Regions from separate parts of the Sus scrofa genome. Here region 1 is linked to region 2. A link is a contact called in public Hi-C data. All regions are on one chromosome and are shown on one strand. The core of a region is the stretch at or near the end of the contact, and the rest is flanking DNA. Distances in the headings are between cores, read along the strand shown. Region 1 holds the start of FAM102B (protein FAM102B). Region 2 has its middle 17 kb from the start of EPS8L3.

Region 1 (4,919 bases), core at 430-2,929, 1.2 Mb after region 2:
GAGGCAGTAGGGAAGTACCCTGACCACCAGGTGTCACCACTGACCCAGAAGAGTTGGTCTAACTGCCAGAAGTAGGGGGTGGGAACCCTGCGGCATTGCAGGGTAAGACTGTCATTTGCACCTACAGAACATTCAAGAATTGCCTTAGGCTTTCTACACCTTAAGAGCTAGCGAAGTATTTGTTGCACCATTCTGAGTAACACCGCTTTCTTCCCAGTGTGTTAAAAATGACTCTGGTGTAATTAATTAGCTGAACAGCCACAGATTTGTCATCATACTTTAATTTTAAAAACTATGCTCAGCTGACCGTTATTTAAGTCTGAGAATCAATACTGCCTCCTCTCTCCTTTGCTTTGGCCAACTAGATATTAACATTCTCTGGCTTCCATAGGCTTCAATATTGCCACCATAGACAATTTTCTGGTCCCAATTCCACAACCCACGGACATTATTCTTCCTTTACATTATTAATAGGGAATGACAGGTAAAAGGAAAGCAGAATACTTATTAGGGTAAAAATAAAGCCCGTGAGCAGAATATGGAGGCAAAATAAACATTAGCTCTGAGTCTTATTCCTTGATCGCAAGAATTTAAAAGTTCATTTTAAAAAATTCTACAAATTCACTCTTTTCTTAAGGAACACTTACCCTCGGGTAGATCTGTCAACCTACAAATGGCCCTAAAAAGACTCAAGGAATGCCACCCCTCCTGACTTCACTCTATAACCTACCAACGACCCTCCCTGTGAGCGCCTAGGGGCTCACTTCAAAAAGAGGGGCGGGCTTGGGTTCTTCTGGTTCTAAGTCCTCCACGCTGAGAGCCACTGGCGGCCACTGCGAGAAGGGTTATTCAGAGAGTGTTAGGGCGTAACTGGACACGCAGCTCTGAGATGAGGCACAGACTGCTGTCTGCCAGGGAACACTTGACTCAAGTCAAGCCTGATCAGGCCTACCCTAGTCGCATCCTGGGCTCCCGAGCCCTCCAGTAACCAACAAGGAGAAGGGGAAAGGCTGAGGCACCGGCTTCTGTTGAGAGCGGGCGCTCCTGGAACTCGAGCTGTTTGGGTTATTTTTGTTTTAACAGCAGCTCAAGTTCCACTCTGCATCTCACAAATATAGAAAGGTCTGAAGAGAAACCACAAGCATCCTCGCCCTTCTGACCATCGTTCCCATTCCTAGAGAATTTAGGAGGGAAGTGCAAATACCAGGAACCATCTGGAATCAGGAGCGCAGGTGGCAACTCCAGCCGAGAAGAACCCACTTGCGAAGCACTTTAGCAGATCGATAGACTGCCGACCGATCTCAGACTGATCCCTAGAGAAAGAAGAGCTCACGAGGCTGGCCGCCCTCCTGGAGCTTAGGAGCCACGGAAAGAGATGCTGCCCAGCCTACAAGCCCCTGCTGGGCAGGCGAGGGCGCAGCTGAACGGGGATCGCGGGCGGCGGGCGGGCGTGTTACCTGGGGGACTCGGCGGTGAAGCTGCCGCCGTCCAGCAGCCGCATCTTGCAGAAGAGGACCCCGTTGACGAAGGGCACCGAGGAGAGCTCCTCGAGCCCGAAGTCCACCTTAAACTTAAACTTCTTCTTCTTCATCATCATGAGAGCCAGACGCCGGCGAGCGGGGTGCGGGGGTGGCCCCAAGGGGCGCGCGGGCCGGCGCCGCCGCTTCAACTCGGCCGAGCCCCGGGCCCGCCCAGCCCCATGGCCGGGGCCGCGAGCTGCGCGCGGGGGCGCGGCTGGGGGGCGCCGCGGGCCGGCCGGGGCCGGGGCCGCCGCCTCCTCTCGCGGCAGCCGGGGCCGGAGCGCGGCGGCGGCGGCGGCGGCCGCGGCGCGGACCCCGCCCGCCCGCGGGGAGCGGTCGTGCTGCAGCTCGCCTGAGCGGTGGGCGCCCTCTCGGTGTGCAACTCGCCGCCGCCGCCGCCCGTCTGGGAGGAGGAGACGTGAAGCTGGGAGAACCGCCGCCGCCGCTGCCTTGGCGCTACGGGGCCCGCGGCGCCCCTAGCGGCGGCGACGAGCAGTGCACCGCCGGGCGGAAGCGGGAGGGCGGGCGAGGAAATTCGCGGCGGGCGGGCGCTTCGCCGGGAAACGGACCCGCGACGGCAGTTGGGGCGTCACGCCTCGCTGGGGTTAAAAAAAGACAAATCCGACCGAAAAGGAACTTCCTTCTACAGCTTCCTCTCGGCCTTTCTTTCAGTTTTTGCCCCGCCTCCTTTCTCCCTCTCCCCCCTTCTCCCCCTCCCCCTCCAGAGATATATTTTTTTTCCCTCTTGGGTTTGAGAGTCACGGGTTAATAGGGTTAATCAGAATCTCCACGACGTCGTTTTCATCAGATCGAAATCCGAAAACACAGATTTCTTTTAGGTACTCTGAATTCACGAGCCTTCTAATATAAAGCAAGGAGGAGGCAGGGAAGAGGAAGGGATTAGAACGTGTGCAGAACCCAGGCACTGTACTGCTACAGGCGTTTTCTCCGGTTTATACTTTAATTCCTGTCAGCCAGGATAAAAGAGTACAGAAGGCATTCAAATAATACTTTCCCTTCTAAAATGTGGCCGTCCATACGGAAAACTGAAAAGCCAAAAAAATAAGAAGTCTCCTTAGATGCATGTTTAAGAATGTGTACGTTACACATTGTTACATTATACGTTATGTTACTACTTGGTTACGTAATATTCATATTTTCAGCCTGAGTTATAACCCGAAAGATTCCCTCGCAGTAATCTTTGAAAGGCTGCAACTGAAGAGATTCTCGTTCCCAGTTCACTCATTGATGGATGCATTCATCCGTACAAAAATATGTTTAATCACCGAAAATGTCAGTTATTGTCCAGACCCGGTGATTGATTTAAAACACACACACACACACAAACCACAAAAAGTCTGACCTCAATAATTTTACGATCTAGTGAGAAAAATATACCTAAATCAGTCATCAAAAAACAAAACCTAGGCGTTCCTGTGGTGGGTGACTCAGCAGAAACAAATCTGACTAGTATCAATGAGGACACAGGTTTGATCCCTGGCCTTCCTCAGTGGGTTAAGGATCCTGCGTTGCTGTAAGCCGTGGTGGAGGTCGCAGATGCGGCTGGGATCTGGTGTTGCTGTGTCTGTGGCATAGGCCAGCAGCTACAGAGCCTAGTCCACCCCTAGCATGGAAGCAGCCCTAAAAAGACCAAAACAAAACAAAAAAAGCCCCACAAAAAAACCCACCAAAAAACAAAACCTAGCATGTGTGTTTCCTTAGAATGAAGAAGCAAGTTGTCTGGAACTCAGAAGAGGAAGGAATTAATTGAAGTTAATCAGTGTTCTGAATTTCAAAGAATGAATGGGATTTGGAACAGAGTCAGGGGTTGGTGGAGGGAAGGTGCTCCAGGTGGGAGAAATGAAGGGAAAGACCCAGGGGCAGAGTTTAGGAGTTTAGGGTTCTCGGGTTTGGTAGTGGAGAAAACTGGTTCGCCCTCAGGACAAGGGGATAAGGCAGTGGACAGGGTTACAGGGGACTCTGGGGTTTGTTACTTGGACAGCAAGATGGATGTTAATTCTGTTGACTGCCTTGGAAGCAGGAGGAGGGTAGGTTGGGAACGGAGGAGATAATGAGACTTTATTTGAACTCTGAGACATCCAGGAGAATAAGGAGAATCAGGGCAAAGAGTAAGGACCAAAAACTTGCCTTTGGGAATTAGAGTATTCCCTGATGGCTAAAGCCCCAGGAGTGGATAAAAATGAATTACTCTGAAGAATATCTAATGAGTAGATGAGGAAGAGAAGCTTGTGAAGGCACTTTAGAACAAACAGAGAGAAGAGATCAAGGAAGATAAATGCTCTGGAAGTCAAGAAAGAGGGTTTTGTTTTTTGTTTGTATGTATGTATGTATTTACTGCACTGCACCTGCAGCATATGGAAGTTCCTGGGCCAGGAATGGAACCCTTGCCACAGCAGCAATCCCCTGCAGCGAGAATGCCAAATCCTCCACCTGCTGCACCACAAGAGAATTCCAAAAAAGAGTTTTTATCATTTAACATTCATACTTAAGACCTACTGTGTGCCAAGCACTGCACTGGGGACCAGAGATACTAATGAGCAAGACATACAGGGGCTTATAATATATCTGCAGACAGATCAATTAGAGAGAAAGAGGGAGTGGGGAGGAGACTGGAGGAGGGGAGTCTGCATTGTTGCAGAGAAATCCTGGAGGATTTGGACTGAAAAGAAGCTCTTAAATTGACGTTCTAGAAGGTTATCGGTGGTTTTGGCAAGAGAAGCCTCCACAAAAGATGGTGGCAAAGTAAGATTAAAATGCTTATGTAAGCAAATAGGGAGTGTGTGTAGGGGGTGTCCCTGGAGAAAGAGAGCCAGGCATGTTTTTTTTCTGACATAAGAGAAGCCATTTTTGGCCTAAGCAATTTTGGGATCTAAATGTTGGCTACAGTGCTTGCCTTTGAATAGGTCTCAGTAATGAATGATCTTAAGGGAAGTGAGGGATGTAGAACAGAGAAAATGCAGGCAGGAAACAATAGTTCAGCAATAAAGCAGAGTCTTAGTTCCTCCTCAAGGAATACATAGTGCAATCTGTTGCACGTCTTTGATTTCTGCAGGAATTAAGGCACCCCACCCCCAGGCGGAGGATGGAATGATGAGTTGACCCTGCTGACTTCAACTAAAGCCTGGACTCTGTCCACCTCTGCCCCCATTCTATGCTGAATTCTACCTTGTTCAAAACCCTTCGCGAATATGCATATACCCTTAGCTTAAAACTTCCCCAACTTTGCTGTTCAGGGAGACTTTGCTTTGGGAGAGATCCCTGGTGTTCTTACTTGCTGCAAGTAACACATCCTTCCTTCTCCCGCTCTTTGGCTTGTTTGTGTCTTTTGGCTCAGCGCCTAACCAGAGGGGACTCCGTTTTCAGGTCACAGTCTGAGAA
Region 2 (4,975 bases), core at 102-2,601:
CAACCAGCCTGGGTCAAAACCAAGTGCTGCTACTACCGACAGCTTGCTCACCTCTCGGGGCCTCAGTCTCCTCACCTGTAAATGGTACAGTATCAGAGCTGAACTTGATGGATTGTGGTGAGCCTTCCAGGAGCCTGTGAAGGGCTTGGAATCGGGTCTCTGCCCTCCCACAGCCCTCAGTGGCTCACGGGGAATATCTCTCAGGCACTAGATGATTCTGTTGGTGGTGGACAGGCCTCCCGCTCCTGTCCTGGGAGTGGCCTGAGGACAGGCACCAGGTCTCCTGTTGGCACTCCTGGACCCCAGGCTGGGTGTTCAGCTGGATGCATGAATATGGGAGAGTCTGCTGATTTCCTGCTGATAAAAAGCCCCAGGGGGCCTGGGAGAGAGGCCCCTCTCCCACCGGGATCTACCAGCCGGAGGAGTGTGATGGGCGCAGCTGTGGAGCCAAGGGGCTTCTCAGAGGACCTGTGAGTTGCCAAAGATGTGGAGATAAACTCCAGAAGGGAAATGGGGGGGTATGAACAGAGTGGGGGCACAATCCAGAGAAGAAGCTGCAATGGAGGCACTGCCGAGGGCAGATGTGGCCCGAGAGCTGAATGTAGCCCTGGGGCCCAGCGGGACAGGAAAGGGTGCCTGGGAGGGAACAGGACAGGTAGTCTAGACCTCAGGGGGCGGGGTGGGGAAATTGAGGCCCAGGGAGACTTGGGAAGCCAGAAAACAAAGACAGCAGCGTGCACCTCAAATGCTGGCAATACCCGTGACTAGGCCGGAGCTCCGCTTCTGAGGGGCCCCTCAGCAGCGCCCCCAGCACAGTGCTGCAGGGGACATGCCATCCATCAACACTGCGGGAATAAAGAAGGAGCCTTTTCTCTGGGCCTCTTAGCTGGTCTCTCGGCCTCTGCACCCTGCCCTCCTGACCGCGTCTCCAAGATGCTCCCCAGGAAGCAGGCTCCGAGCGGTCCCTCCCACTCGGACCCTGCGGGGTCCTCCACTCCCACGGCTCCCTAGCAGCCCCGAGCCAAGTGGGAATCGCAGATCTTTCCTATTTGGCTTGTGCTTGTGTTTCTGTTTTGTTCTGTGTTAAATCTGAATTACTTAATGAACATCTAATAATAAAAGTGTCCACATAAAAATCTGGGTTCCAGCTTCTCTGAAGACCTGGCTGGGGACACGTCGACTGGATCTGCCGGCCCACATCGGGGAGAAGGGCCGCCCTCTGCAGAGCAGCCTCTTCACCGGCATCTTTATGCCCTCTCCTCCCACCAAGGCCCTGCGACAGCTGAGGCTGTGACCCCTGCCACAGGTGAAAGCCCAGACCCCTCCGCCAGGCCCAAGAGGGCTCGGGGAAGTGACCCTCGAGATGAGCATTGGCATCTGTCTGTCCCCACTGCCCTGTCCCCAAGGTCTGGCTGCACCACACTCCCTCTAGTTCTCCCACAGCCCAAGCCCTCTCATGTCTCTGGCACAAGTGGGACCTCAGGCCAAGGTGCCAGTCCCCACCATGGGGACCTTGCTGATGCCCATCCAGTCTTTGTAGGCTCAAGCCACCCTGGTGGTGGCGCCTCCTGCTGCCCATACCAGGCAGAGCAAGCGGCCACCCTGTGTCCCCACAGCCTGAGTACCCAGGCTGTCCAGCACCCATTCCTGCTCTCTGCGCTGCATGGCCAGTGGTGGCTCGGGGGCCGTGGGAATCACGTCTTATTCTCCCTCTATCTCTGGGACCCTCAGGGCTAGTCTCTGACTTAGAGTCCCGTCTCCTGTGCCTGCTCAGTGCACTTCTTGAGGGAATGAATTAAATAGAAGCCCTTGATATCCTGGGTGGCGGGGGCTTTAAAAAAATCCCTGAAACAAGGAGTTTCCGTTGTGGCACAGTGAGTTAAGGACCTGATGTTGTCTCTATAGAGATGTGGGTTCAATCCCTGGCCTCGCCCAGTGGATTAAGGATCTGGTGTTGCCGTGAGCTGTGGTGTAGGTCGAAGATGCGGCTTGGATCCTTCTGGCTGTGACTGTGGTGTAGACTGGCAGCTGCAGCTCCAGTTCGACCCCTAGCCCGGGAAATTCCATAGGCTGCAGGCGCTGCTGCAAAAGGAAAAAATAAATCCCCAAAACAACACCAAAGAAATGGAGAGGCCCCTGTTGCGGCCTTATCAAGAGCTATATTTCATCACATCTATCCCGGTACACGCACGCTGCCCTGGCAGTTCCAGAACAGACCCTGCCGCAATCAGGCCTGCTCGAGAAAAAGAAGAAAATGGGACAAATGTTATTTTCAAAGACACACACGCACACAATCACTGACACCAGTCACACACATGCACACGCACACATGTGTCCCACACCAACTACCCTCAGGCATGTCCTCTTTCACCTGCAGCTGGAGGCCCCACATGGCCTTCATGTTCTAGGGCTCTCCTGACACCCCCAAATACCCACCTTCCTTCCCCCCACAATGGTGTGTCCTGCGTTCCCGGTCCAGGTCTACTCTTTTAACCCAGCCTGCTACTTTGATCATGGAGTTGGACAGCCCAGGCCTGGCGCAGGTGGTAGAGACGGGTTGCAGACTTGAGAGCAAAGGGACTTCAAAACCCGCTCATAACGGGTAAGAACCACAGCCTAGATTCAGACTCACAGGGACCTGGGGGCTGGGAGAGGCAGAAGGGCCCCAGGGGAACATCCCCACCCCCTCTGCTGAGCACAGCCCACCAGGGTAACTTCATCATCACAGAAGCCACGGATCGGGGCCCCAGCCGCCATGTGGAAGCAGCCCGCCAAGCCAGCTCCCCACGCAGGCCCTGCTCCTCGACCGTCTGGCTCAGGCTCTGAAGCCCTGTTCTTCACCGCCACGTTCCCGGGGTCACTGCTTCCTGAACACCGGGTTCACCTCTTGGGAGGTGTCAGACCCCAAAAGACAAACAAGCCACAGAGCCGGAGAAGGAAGGATTTATCATCACCCGCTGCAACTAAGAACACCAGGATCTCTCCCAAAGCAGGGTCTCCAGGATGGCGAAACTGGGGACGTTTGAAGCTAAGGGTATATGCATATTCACAAAGGGGCTTGAGCAGAGGAGACATCGGCAGAGCATTGGGGCAAAGGAGGGCAGAGTCCAGGCTTTAGGTGGCTGAGGTCCGGAGGGTCGACTCATCATTCCATCCTCTCCCTGGGGGTGGGGGGCTTAGTTCCTGCAGAAATCAAAGACGTGCATCAGATTGCACTGTGTATTCCTTGAGGAGGAACTAAGACTCTGCTTTATCGCTGAGCTGTTGTTTCCTGCCTGCTTTTTCTCTGTTTCTGCACCCCTCACTTTCCTTAAGATTGTGCATTACTGAGACCTATTCAAAGCCAAGCATTAGCCCAGCTTAGATCCCCAATGGCTTAGGTCAAAGATGGCTTCGCTTAGGTCACGGAAGCCATGCCTGGTTCTTTTTCTCCGGGAACCCCTCCCCCACCCTACCTGCTTACATCCTCACAGGTGGTGACAGGCAGGAAAGGGAACAGAAGCTCATGTACCTACTGCTTCCCGCTGTCCACGGGAGCAGCGTTCAAATTCGTTGTCAGGGCAGGTTTGTATATTTACTCAGATGGATAATCTTCTGCAGCCCAAAGCAAACCGCTCGGAAGAAGGGGTGGTGCTTTCTCAGGGACTCCTTGGGGACCCAGGCGTCCCTGGCAGAGGGAGTCCCCGAGATGAGGAGATGTGCGGAGAGTGAAGCCGGGCTCTGTCTGTGAGCTACCGCCTGGCCCTGCTTTCAAGAGGAAACACGGGCACCTTGGGGTGAGTCACATGCCTCAGGCGTGTTTCCAGGACAGAACCCGGTAGGCCTGCCTCTGGCCCTGCCCTGACTCTGCCCCCTCCTAGCCCGGCCAGCTCACCAGGCAGAGGGCAGCACTCCCGCCCAGGAGGAGGCAGGGGAACCTGACTCTCCCCAGCCCCTGGCGGGGCCGGGGGGTGGGGGACGGTGGGATGCTGGGTTCGGCAGGGTTGTCTGTGCCCCCGCCCCCAGCACCCACCATGGTGCTGGGACCCGGGGCTTCAGGGTGTCAGCTCAGATTCTTCTTGGCTTCCTCCACCTCTGCTTCCTGCTACCATAGCCAATCCCATTAATCACCTTCGCTTGCCATTCCCCAGGAATGCGGCGGTCTCATAAAAATCAGGCCTGGGTTAAACAAATAAACCAACCTGGAGGCTTCTAAGTCAGCTGCAAGGCTCCTCCAGGCTTCTTCTCTGCTCTGCCCCAAGCCCTGCTCCCCAACAGGATCGCAGAGCCACCCTCTCGCACACACCCCAGGACTAGGAGGGAACAGCCTCAGCCCCAGGAAGCCATCTCTAGTTAGGGGGAGTGGGTGCCCAGAAGCCGGAAAACCACCTCCCCCTGCCCAGGGCTCCCCTCCCTACCTCCACCACACCTCCACCTGTGTCCCCCCACCCAGCTCCTCCACATTCGGTGTCCAGCACCCCACTCCCCCAACCTGAGGCTCTGCCGACCACCTCTCACCCTGCCCGGGGCCCTACACCCTCCCTCGAGGGAATGGGATGTGGCTCCAGGGAGATTCCCCCAAGGAAATGGAGAGGCCAGAGGGATGGGAGCCAGCTGGGAGCCTCTTCCTGCACGCCCCCCCATCTCCTCCTCCAGCCCCAGGACGCAGCATGGTAAAGTCCCACTGGGCCTAGCCTACAGGCAGGCTCAGTCCTGCCTCAGAGACTTTTTGCCGAAAGGAAGAGACCCACACCCCTAAGCACCAATAAACAAATGGGAAAATATGCAAACACTCAGCCCACTCACCAGAACACAAGAACCCACAGCTGGGCCGAAGGGTGCGCACAGGTGCAGACTGCACTGCTGCTCCAGAGAGCGGCCAAAGGGGCCAAAGCCAGGCTGCAGCTATCACGCTAGGGCCCCAGACCCTTGATTCTCCAAGCCACTTAAAATATTTCAGATAGCCAACAGACTGCTGACATTTAGCCATAGTAAG

The links. A called contact is a pair of places that touch in the nucleus more often than the background predicts.
Region 1: a contact with region 2 is called in a Hi-C map of retroperitoneal adipose tissue, with 7 times the contacts expected there. A contact is called at or near these places in 4 of 47 Hi-C or Micro-C datasets (heart right ventricle, liver, omental adipose tissue and 1 more).

The regions. Positions count from the first base shown.
Region 1 is chr4:111,465,551-111,470,469 of Sscrofa11.1, forward strand. It overlaps FAM102B (protein FAM102B), which reads right to left and starts at 1,680. Exons shown (of 11, transcript XM_021090109.1): 1 at 1,458-1,680. The coding sequence starts at 1,597.
Region 2 is chr4:110,291,855-110,296,829 of Sscrofa11.1, forward strand. No RefSeq gene overlaps it. Among named protein-coding and RNA genes, the nearest start is that of EPS8L3, 17 kb to the right of the region's middle.